Linked DNA regions of Gossypium hirsutum: all the other regions are linked to region 3. A link is a contact called in public Hi-C data. All regions are on one chromosome and are shown on one strand. Each heading gives the region's core, a stretch centred on a gene start, on an enhancer-like site or on the middle of the called end of the contact. The rest is flanking DNA. Distances are from core to core; before and after follow the strand shown.

The links. Hi-C and Micro-C count contacts between places; a contact is called where the count stands out from the background.
Region 1: a contact with region 3 is called in a Hi-C map of leaf, with 3 times the contacts expected there. The contact joins the promoter of LOC107930096 here to the promoter of LOC107929409 in region 3. A contact is called at or near these places in 4 of 34 Hi-C or Micro-C datasets (anther and leaf).
Region 2: a contact with region 3 is called in a Hi-C map of leaf, with 4 times the contacts expected there. The contact joins the enhancer-like site here to the promoter of LOC107929409 in region 3. A contact is called at or near these places in 7 of 34 Hi-C or Micro-C datasets (anther, hypocotyl, leaf and 1 more).

What each region holds. Positions count from the first base shown.
Region 1 is chrA08:109,371,750-109,374,460 of Gossypium_hirsutum_v2.1, forward strand. LOC107930096 (rop guanine nucleotide exchange factor 14) reads right to left here and starts at 1,351. Exons shown (of 8, transcript XM_041074382.1): 1 at 1,007-1,351; 2 at 426-535. The coding sequence starts at 504.
Region 2 is chrA08:109,448,406-109,451,105 of Gossypium_hirsutum_v2.1, forward strand. No RefSeq gene overlaps it. Among protein-coding and RNA genes, the nearest start is that of LOC107930084, 4.7 kb to the left of the region's middle. Within about 2 kb of position 1,301, at least 9 of the 9 cell types and tissues checked have an H3K27ac peak or open chromatin away from gene starts, as enhancers often do. A contact at or near this core is called in hypocotyl and leaf, where this site is marked.
Region 3 is chrA08:109,967,945-109,970,644 of Gossypium_hirsutum_v2.1, forward strand. It overlaps LOC107929409 (protein MODIFYING WALL LIGNIN-2), which reads left to right and starts at 1,337. Exons shown (of 3, transcript XM_016860822.2): 1 at 1,337-1,856; 2 at 1,932-2,131. The coding sequence starts at 1,752.

The sequences.
Region 1 (2,711 bases), core at 101-2,600, 600 kb before region 3:
AGAAGAAACATAGGGTGTCCTCCAGTTACCACACTTTATGGGCCCTTCCCCATCCTCTCAGTTCATTCCCACCACAATCCCCAGCCTCTCAGGTCAATCACAAAGTCACTGTAGTTCAATTTTAAATATCTATAAAAATAGATAGATAGCTGAAGTCTAATGTGTTAGGTACACATATTATATTTTCTCATGTTGGATAATAAAACAAAATTAAGAAGAAAAAAATTCAAAAACAAAAGACTAGAATCACATGGCAATATGGCAACAATCACGGAAATTTTCATCATAGAATAGTGCTAATAGCCTAATACTACGTTTTTTTTCAATCCATCCAGCCTACTACCATTACAATGAAAAGGTTCAAATCTTAAAAAGGAAATAGGTGTATTAATTTAATTATTAATTAAAAGTAATAATTAACTTACTATTATCTTGCTCATCAAAATCGAGGCTAATCTCTCTGTCGCGCGTGCAGCATGCCAGTCTTTTCTTCATCGTCATCATTTTCCCTTCTTCTTTATCTCTCTCTCTCTCTCTCTGCCCAACCAAAAACGTTTACTATTTGCCATCAAAAGATTTAAGTTTAACCCAATAAATAAAACTAAAATAAAAATATCTTTTGCTTTACCATAAAGGAAAAAGAAATTCGTGGTTTATGAAAGATTCCATGCTTTATCTGTTCTTTTCTTTTTACTCTTTTGTGGTTCAAAGCAAAAAGTGTGTACCAACTACCAAATAAAAGAAAATCCAATAATCCCTTTTACATTCATAAACAACTCTTTTCTATCTTAAAACCAGTAAGCAAACAAGCCTTCATTATGTGATAATGAGATAGAGATGTGTTCCTTAAACACCAACTATATATAAAACATCTCAGAATTGAAAAAAAAATTGTAGTTTCTTAAACCCACTCTTTAAAAGAAAATCCAAATCCAAAAAACCCAGCTCCAACATGTTCAGTCGTCATTAAGAAGAAGGAAAAAGAAGCTGCATTTGGAGAACAAACCTGGGAGACTGTTAATGCAAGGGGTAAAGAGAGAGTGGTGAGGCTTCAAAGGTCAAAAGCAATCAACAAAGTTGCAATTGTAGATCATGCGAAGGAAAAGGCAAAAGAAAATGGGGAAGTGCAGAGGCTGCGATATTCAAAAACGGCGAAAAATAGAAGTGATATTTGAATTGCGAGGCATTGGAGGGTATAAGTGATAGCCTTAAAGGCTCATTCTTGCATTTCCTTGGCTACTGAACTGATAAAAAGAGGAGTTTTTTTTTAAAAAAAATAAACATGCACTGTCACATAGGTCAGACGGAAAAGGAGAGAACTTACTTAACCAAACAAAAATAATAATAATAATAATAAGAAGAAGAAACCATTTGTTTTAAATTTTAAACTAATAAAAGATGAGATAAGGAACGTTGAAGAGTATATTTCCAACCGTAGATTCCCAAAATAGGCCCAAGCCCATGTTAAATGGACTGAAGTTGTAGGGTAAGGCGCCTAGTTAAGAAAGAATAACCGAGAAACACTATTTTGAAATTTTATGAAATACTAGTTAATTAAATCAAATCGAATTCTTTTTTTTTTATTTATTATTATAATTCATTTTAAATTATAATATTTCATATTTAAAAGAATCAAAATAACTTGAAAATTATTTATTTATTAGACAAAAATTTGAAACTTTAAAAACCATAAATTAAAGTTTATTTTGTAAAAAAAATCTAAAATTCAAAATTAATATGAATAACCGAACCTAAATATAATGAAAAAATTAAAAATCCAAAACTCAAACCATATTTCAACCCTAACCTGAAGTGCCATGCCCATTAGTCCATCTCTCACGTTTCCTACTAGTTTAATATTTAAGGTGCTAGAAAAACTGTTTTTGTAAAGTGCCGTGAAATTTGGGTTGGAAAAAAAAAATGTGATTTTCTAATTAAATGTTTAACTTTGCTTCCAAGATGATGCTGAAAGGTATAAACTAAGCTAATTTGAATAATTAAATTAGTTAAAATTATGATAAATAAAATGTAAATTTAAAATATTTTTTAAACAATTAATATAAATTGTAAATATATAATTCATATTTTAAATAGAAGTATAATGGAGTCAAGTTAAACTCAAACACTATTAAATTCGAGCTCAACTTGAAATTCTATGTACGATACTAGACTCAAACTCAATTATGTAATTATTTTTAAGTTTGAGCTCAGCTCAAGATATAATCAAGATACTTAACCTAAGCTCAGTTAAGCTCGTTTATTAAATTTTGTATTCAAGCTTGATTAAGCTCATTCATATTTAAGCTCGAACTCAAGGTCGACTTGATAATTAAGCTTAGGGTTAATTATATACATTAAGAGTACTAATGTAAGTTAATAATATAAAATATATATTGAAAAAACTCGATAAAGCTTGAAAGTTTTTCGAGTTGAATATTGTTAAGCTCTTCGACTAGAGTAATAGCATAAACTCGATTCGGTAATTACGGAATTGAGACTTGAGTAGATTGACAGCACCAATTTCTTATTAACACTCTTATTTTTAAATAAAATAAATAATATTATATATTTAAAATAAAATAAAAAAGGGTAAATTAATCAGTAGTATTATTTTTAAAAGCACATATTAATATGATTTGGCTCCAGAAGTCACTTTAAAAAGTACTTTAAATGGAGAATCTAGTTTTCATGTAAAAAAAAACATTTTTGAA
Region 2 (2,700 bases), core at 51-2,550, 520 kb before region 3:
ATAAATATAGACAGATGTTTGAAAACGAGGAAGGAGTCGATGATAGACATCAGTTTAGACCCTACACGGACTAAATATGTTAACAAGAAACACAATAAAGAAACTTAATTATCTCTTTTGGGCTAGAAAGTTGAAACTAATTTATCAAATACTGAATGAATATCTAGATTTACACTGACAACTGAGATTTATCCCCCCAAAAGGCTCCTAAGGATACCGTAAGTTGAAACAAAAAAGAAGATAGAACTTAGAATCTATCTTTACGCTGACAGAACGTCCAATAATCAAATAAACAAAATATTAGAACTTGTTAAAACAAGGACTAAACTTCTTTATTCTACTCATACAGTGGAATAACACGATTTATAAAGTTATGGGATTTAATTGTATCTCTTGTACGAAGCATTTGAGAAGTACGAAAACTACCCAACACATAAGATTAAGATATCACAAAAAATGTTTGCACAACTAACATTACGGTGTTACTATCCAATCAAAATCAATCATTACAAACATTAGATTGAATAGTTATCTTAAATCAAACCAACTACTAAAATAAATCTGCAGTGAACTCATAGGAGGTTACTCTTAATTAACAAGAAATAGGAATTGACTAATTCCAATGTATATTATCATAGTAATTCCTAGATTTAAACAAAACATTTACAATGAAGTAATGCATTTATTTTACTACAACAACGCCATAATTTTTTTAAACTAAGTGAAGTTTGAGCAATTAACAATTTTGTAAATCCCTTTTCTTCTTGACGTTTGAATCGTCGAAAGAAAGATAACCAAAAAAAAACAATTTATATATTTAAAACAAAAAAAAATCCCAAATCTAATGATTCAGAAGCAAATCTGTAGTTTCCATAATAATAAAACAAATCAATAGTCATAATAATTTTTTTTTTAAAAAAGCTACCAAAAACAAGCAAGAAGGAAAATAAAATCCCAACCTGAGATCTGAATCATAAGCCTAAAAGTGAACAAAAAGGAAAGATCCACGCAACCTTCACCGCGGTCTCCGATTCAGTTGATGCAAGGCGGGATCCGATTCGCGCTTCCTCCAATCACGCCCAGCCATCTGGCTTAAATCAAAATCAAAATCAATCCAATATTAAGGGACAGCTAATTAGTTCCCGACCTGCACCAAGCGAATTAGAGACCGCCGGTAACTGAATCAATCTCCAGCCCCTTTTCCCTTCACCGAAATGGTTGGTTTTGGGAAAAGGGCTCCTCCTTACCATCTATAACTATTACTATTTCTATAACCCTATCGCTGAGCTTGATCTTCCCTTATTTGCCCGTTATTTATAATCACAACAGACCAGTTCCTTCTCTCCACGTGTCCAACACAGTCACTCCTGTTTTGTGAGCAAACAAGAGAAAAAAGTCCACCGTCTCCACTGCAAACTTGAAAAGCACAAAGCATGTGATTTTTTTTAAAGTTCCTTATTTCAAATGTTTTCGAATTTAAATAACACTACTAAACATGGAATTTACTTACATTTATTATTTAAAGCTTAAGATTTTAAAAGTAAATTGGTAGTTGAATCTGATTAACTGATATTACTAAGCACCGCTGGTGTTGAGGATTAATTAAATTATCCAACTTTTTTCACTTTTTTTAAATTTTAAGTAACAGAATATTTATTTGTTTGAGGAAATGGACTGAAAAAGAAAAACTTAAATAGTATTTGGTAAAATAGTTAATTTTTAATGAAAAGAACAGTGACGAAGTGACTGTTAAAAGAGGCGTAGATTGGATTGGAGTGAGATAAAAGAGATGCCATTGATACAGTAAGAGCACGTGCGAGTAGTTTACAGATGCAACGTGGAGTATTTGTGTGGTAAAGATAAAGGAAATTTGAAAAATAAAATGACCTCGGTTTTTTGCGATCCGTGTCTTTGCTGTTCAATTTATTCTTCTTCTTTCCAATAACATAATGACACGTGTTACTTACTTTTTTTCTAATTAATATATTTGCTTAATTTCATACAGTCTTTTTACTTTATAAAAAAAATTGGTTTATAAATTTTAGTTAAATCATTAATTTTGGTTTGTTGATGTTGTTAAAACTAATGAGATAACAATAAACAAGTAATAAAAGTATAACATATATCTACATCAAGAAATAAAAATTACATAGGCTCTTCCTATTAATGCCTGCTCATAATAAAATAAAGATTTCAAAACATTACCAAAAGAAAAATCTTACACAAAATTCTTTGAAATCAATTTATAATAATGCAAAATTTCAATTTTCAATCATTTTTAACAAAATTTCAATTTTTCCAAAAGTTTTTTTTAAACGATAAAAAATCTTTTGTAAATAAAAAAATTTATTATAAATTCAAAAATATTGAAAATATTGTTTTTGTGTATGCATTTACAAATTTTACTAAAATTATTTTTTTGCCTTATATAGAGCGATGGTTAAAAAATTTTCTAAATATTCGTTTGACACATGTTCAAACCATGTCACCTTAACCCCATCTCCAATATTGTATTAAATTCTTTTAATTTTTTTAAATTGTAAAACAAAATTCTGGATAGACCTGTACTTTTCTGAAAAATCAAACTTTTTCAACTAATATTCTCCATCATATTTTGAAAAGGAATTTTAATGAAAAAAATAATTGGCTGTCAATTTTCCAATAAACTACAAATTTTAGAAAATTTAAATACTTAATTTA
Region 3 (2,700 bases), core at 87-2,586:
ATGTAGATTTTTATAAGGGTAATTGGGTTAAGGAATGTATCCTCTTATTGATGTTTGCACCCAACCCTTATAAATTCCTATTAAACATGTTCCTGTTAAGGATATGGTAACTCGCAATGTGATCGTATTTTCAAGACTACTAGTCTCATAGGGTTTTACTCTTAAATCCGTAAACAAAAAAAAAAAGAAAAAAACTCCATCAACTAGCTAATAATAATATAGAATTATGACAAATTGAGTAACATGTACATTCATCAGCCATGTTTGTATTTGGGCAAACTTATGGTAAATATCTTTCTATGCCTTACACTTAAATTTTCATTTAGTATTGAACACTTTAAGTATAATGAGTGAATGTCGGATTTTATTGCATTTGGTTTTGAAGTAAATGATCGTTAGTGTGTGGTTTATGGGGATTTAGGTTATGGATTGTTATTTCTTATTTTTATTTAAGGTTTTTCAAGTAAAATGTTTATGCTTTAGATGAGATAAAAAGGAAAAACGCAATGGATAAAAATGGAGAAAGGCGAGAAAGGCAATGGATAAAATGTTTATGCTTAAAATTTTAATTTTGATTAAATCATACACATTTAAAGAAATAAATTCATTAATTTATTTTTATATTAAATAACTATAATTATTTATGCATGCGGTATATAAACAAAAAACGATGTTATATCCATAATTGTGTTAATAATTTACAAGAATTGAATCAAATCAAAATTTTATGTTAAAATTACACAAAATCAAAATTCAAGTATACAATTACAATTAAATTATAGTTCATATATAATTTTAATATTTATCCCTATAAAAATATAATAAAGTCTAAGGTTTTGAAAATTTTAGTGTCATGGTTAAATTGTATTATTGTGAGTTTTTTTTTTTTATTCAGTCTAAATTGTATTTTATAAATTTTATATAGAATATGAAAAGATAAAAACATTCCCTACTTTAAGAAATCATTTTTAATGTTTATTAATAGTTAATCAACTCAATATTATCTTAGCTAGGCTAAGAGGCCCGTTCTTAAGGTAGAGGTCCTTAATTTCCAAGGCGAGCTCCCGGATGATTTATAAATATAAAAAATTTAAAATTTAAATAGAAATAATCAATTATTTAAAATAGTCTAGATTTTCAAAACGATTATTATTCTATTTACCCATCATAGTGTTTTAATTATATTAAAAAATGAATTACATGTTACAGAATTTTCTTTTATTCCACGATCACTATATAATTATACTTTCTAAAATAATTTTATTAAAAAATATGAGCTTAGGAATTATTATCAAATAAGATGCTATTATATATATTATCATTCATTTATTCTATTCTACTTACAATGCCCATTTAAAATAAATCAAAGTCTAACAGCCAATTCGCCATTGCGGAATATAGCAAGAAAAAGAGAGGAGAAGAAAGTGCCAGTTATACTCGGTGGTAACTTAATGCTCACTCTTGAGGTGGTGGAATTTAATAAGAAAGTGTTGGTTCAGATTTCACCCATCCAAAAACTTCCCATATAATCTAAACAACTTCCAACTAGGGACAGGGACAGCGACAGAGACATGCATGGTTTCTCTCCTTACAAGCAATGTCAATGAAACAATTGTTTGTAAGAACCCCAAGAAAGCTCGCTCCCACCCCCACCCCACCGCACAGAAACAGGAGCTGGATATTTGATCACCGCCACCACCTCTTCTCTTCACTAACTTCCAACTTCCCAACACAAAGCGGCCACCTGCGATATGGGAAAACATCCACTTGGTTGCGTCTTAACGTTCTCTGTCCTTGCCTCCCTCGGCCTTGTCTCCTTCGCCGCATGTCTGGTTGCTGAGGCAAAGAGATCCAAGGTATGTATATAAATTAATTCATTCCTTGCTATTATTAGTTGATAAGGGTTTTTAATTGGTTTAATTCTCCAGAAGGTTGATTTGAAGTTGGATGGAAAGATGTGTTTCTTGCCTGGAAAGAGTGATGCCTTTGAACTGGGTGTGGCTGCATCAGTCTCTCTCTGCACCGCTCAAATCATAGGGAACGTACTACTCTGTGCAAGTTACTGGTGGAGTGCAAACACAAGAAAGCCTAAAAAACCAACTCTTACTGCAATTTTGCTGGCGTTTTCCTGGTAAGGTGTTGCACTGCATGTGTATTGATTATATTGATGCCACCAGTTATGTGGATTGCCTATGCCAGCCATGTTAACACAAAATTAGGCCACTACTACTACTGCTTGTACAACTGTATTTAAGTGGACCCGACCGGGGAACACCTTCTATAATTGCAATTTTTTTAGCTACAAATGTATTTTTGACCTTTTTAAAAATTAACATTTTTTCTATTTTTTAAGGTATGTACCGGAGGAAGCCTAATAATTAATCCAAAAATTTTATTAACTTTAATCCCGGATTAGAAGGCGGCTTCTTAGACAGTATCATTTTCCTAATCATAAACGAAAAACCTTCATTTTCTTTTATTGTTTTCTTCCTTCCTTTCAATATTTCTAGAATTCCTGGTCAGCAGAAAAAGGTCCAAGTAACGAATTTTCCAATGGAGCTACAAGTGGGTTAATTTGATTGGGTAGAGTAGATCAGAATCTAGAATTTTTAAGGGTTTTTAAGGGATAGATATGAAGGAGATTGGAGACAAACTAGTTGTAGAAAATGGGTGGACAGCTGGAAATATACCCCTTTCTAT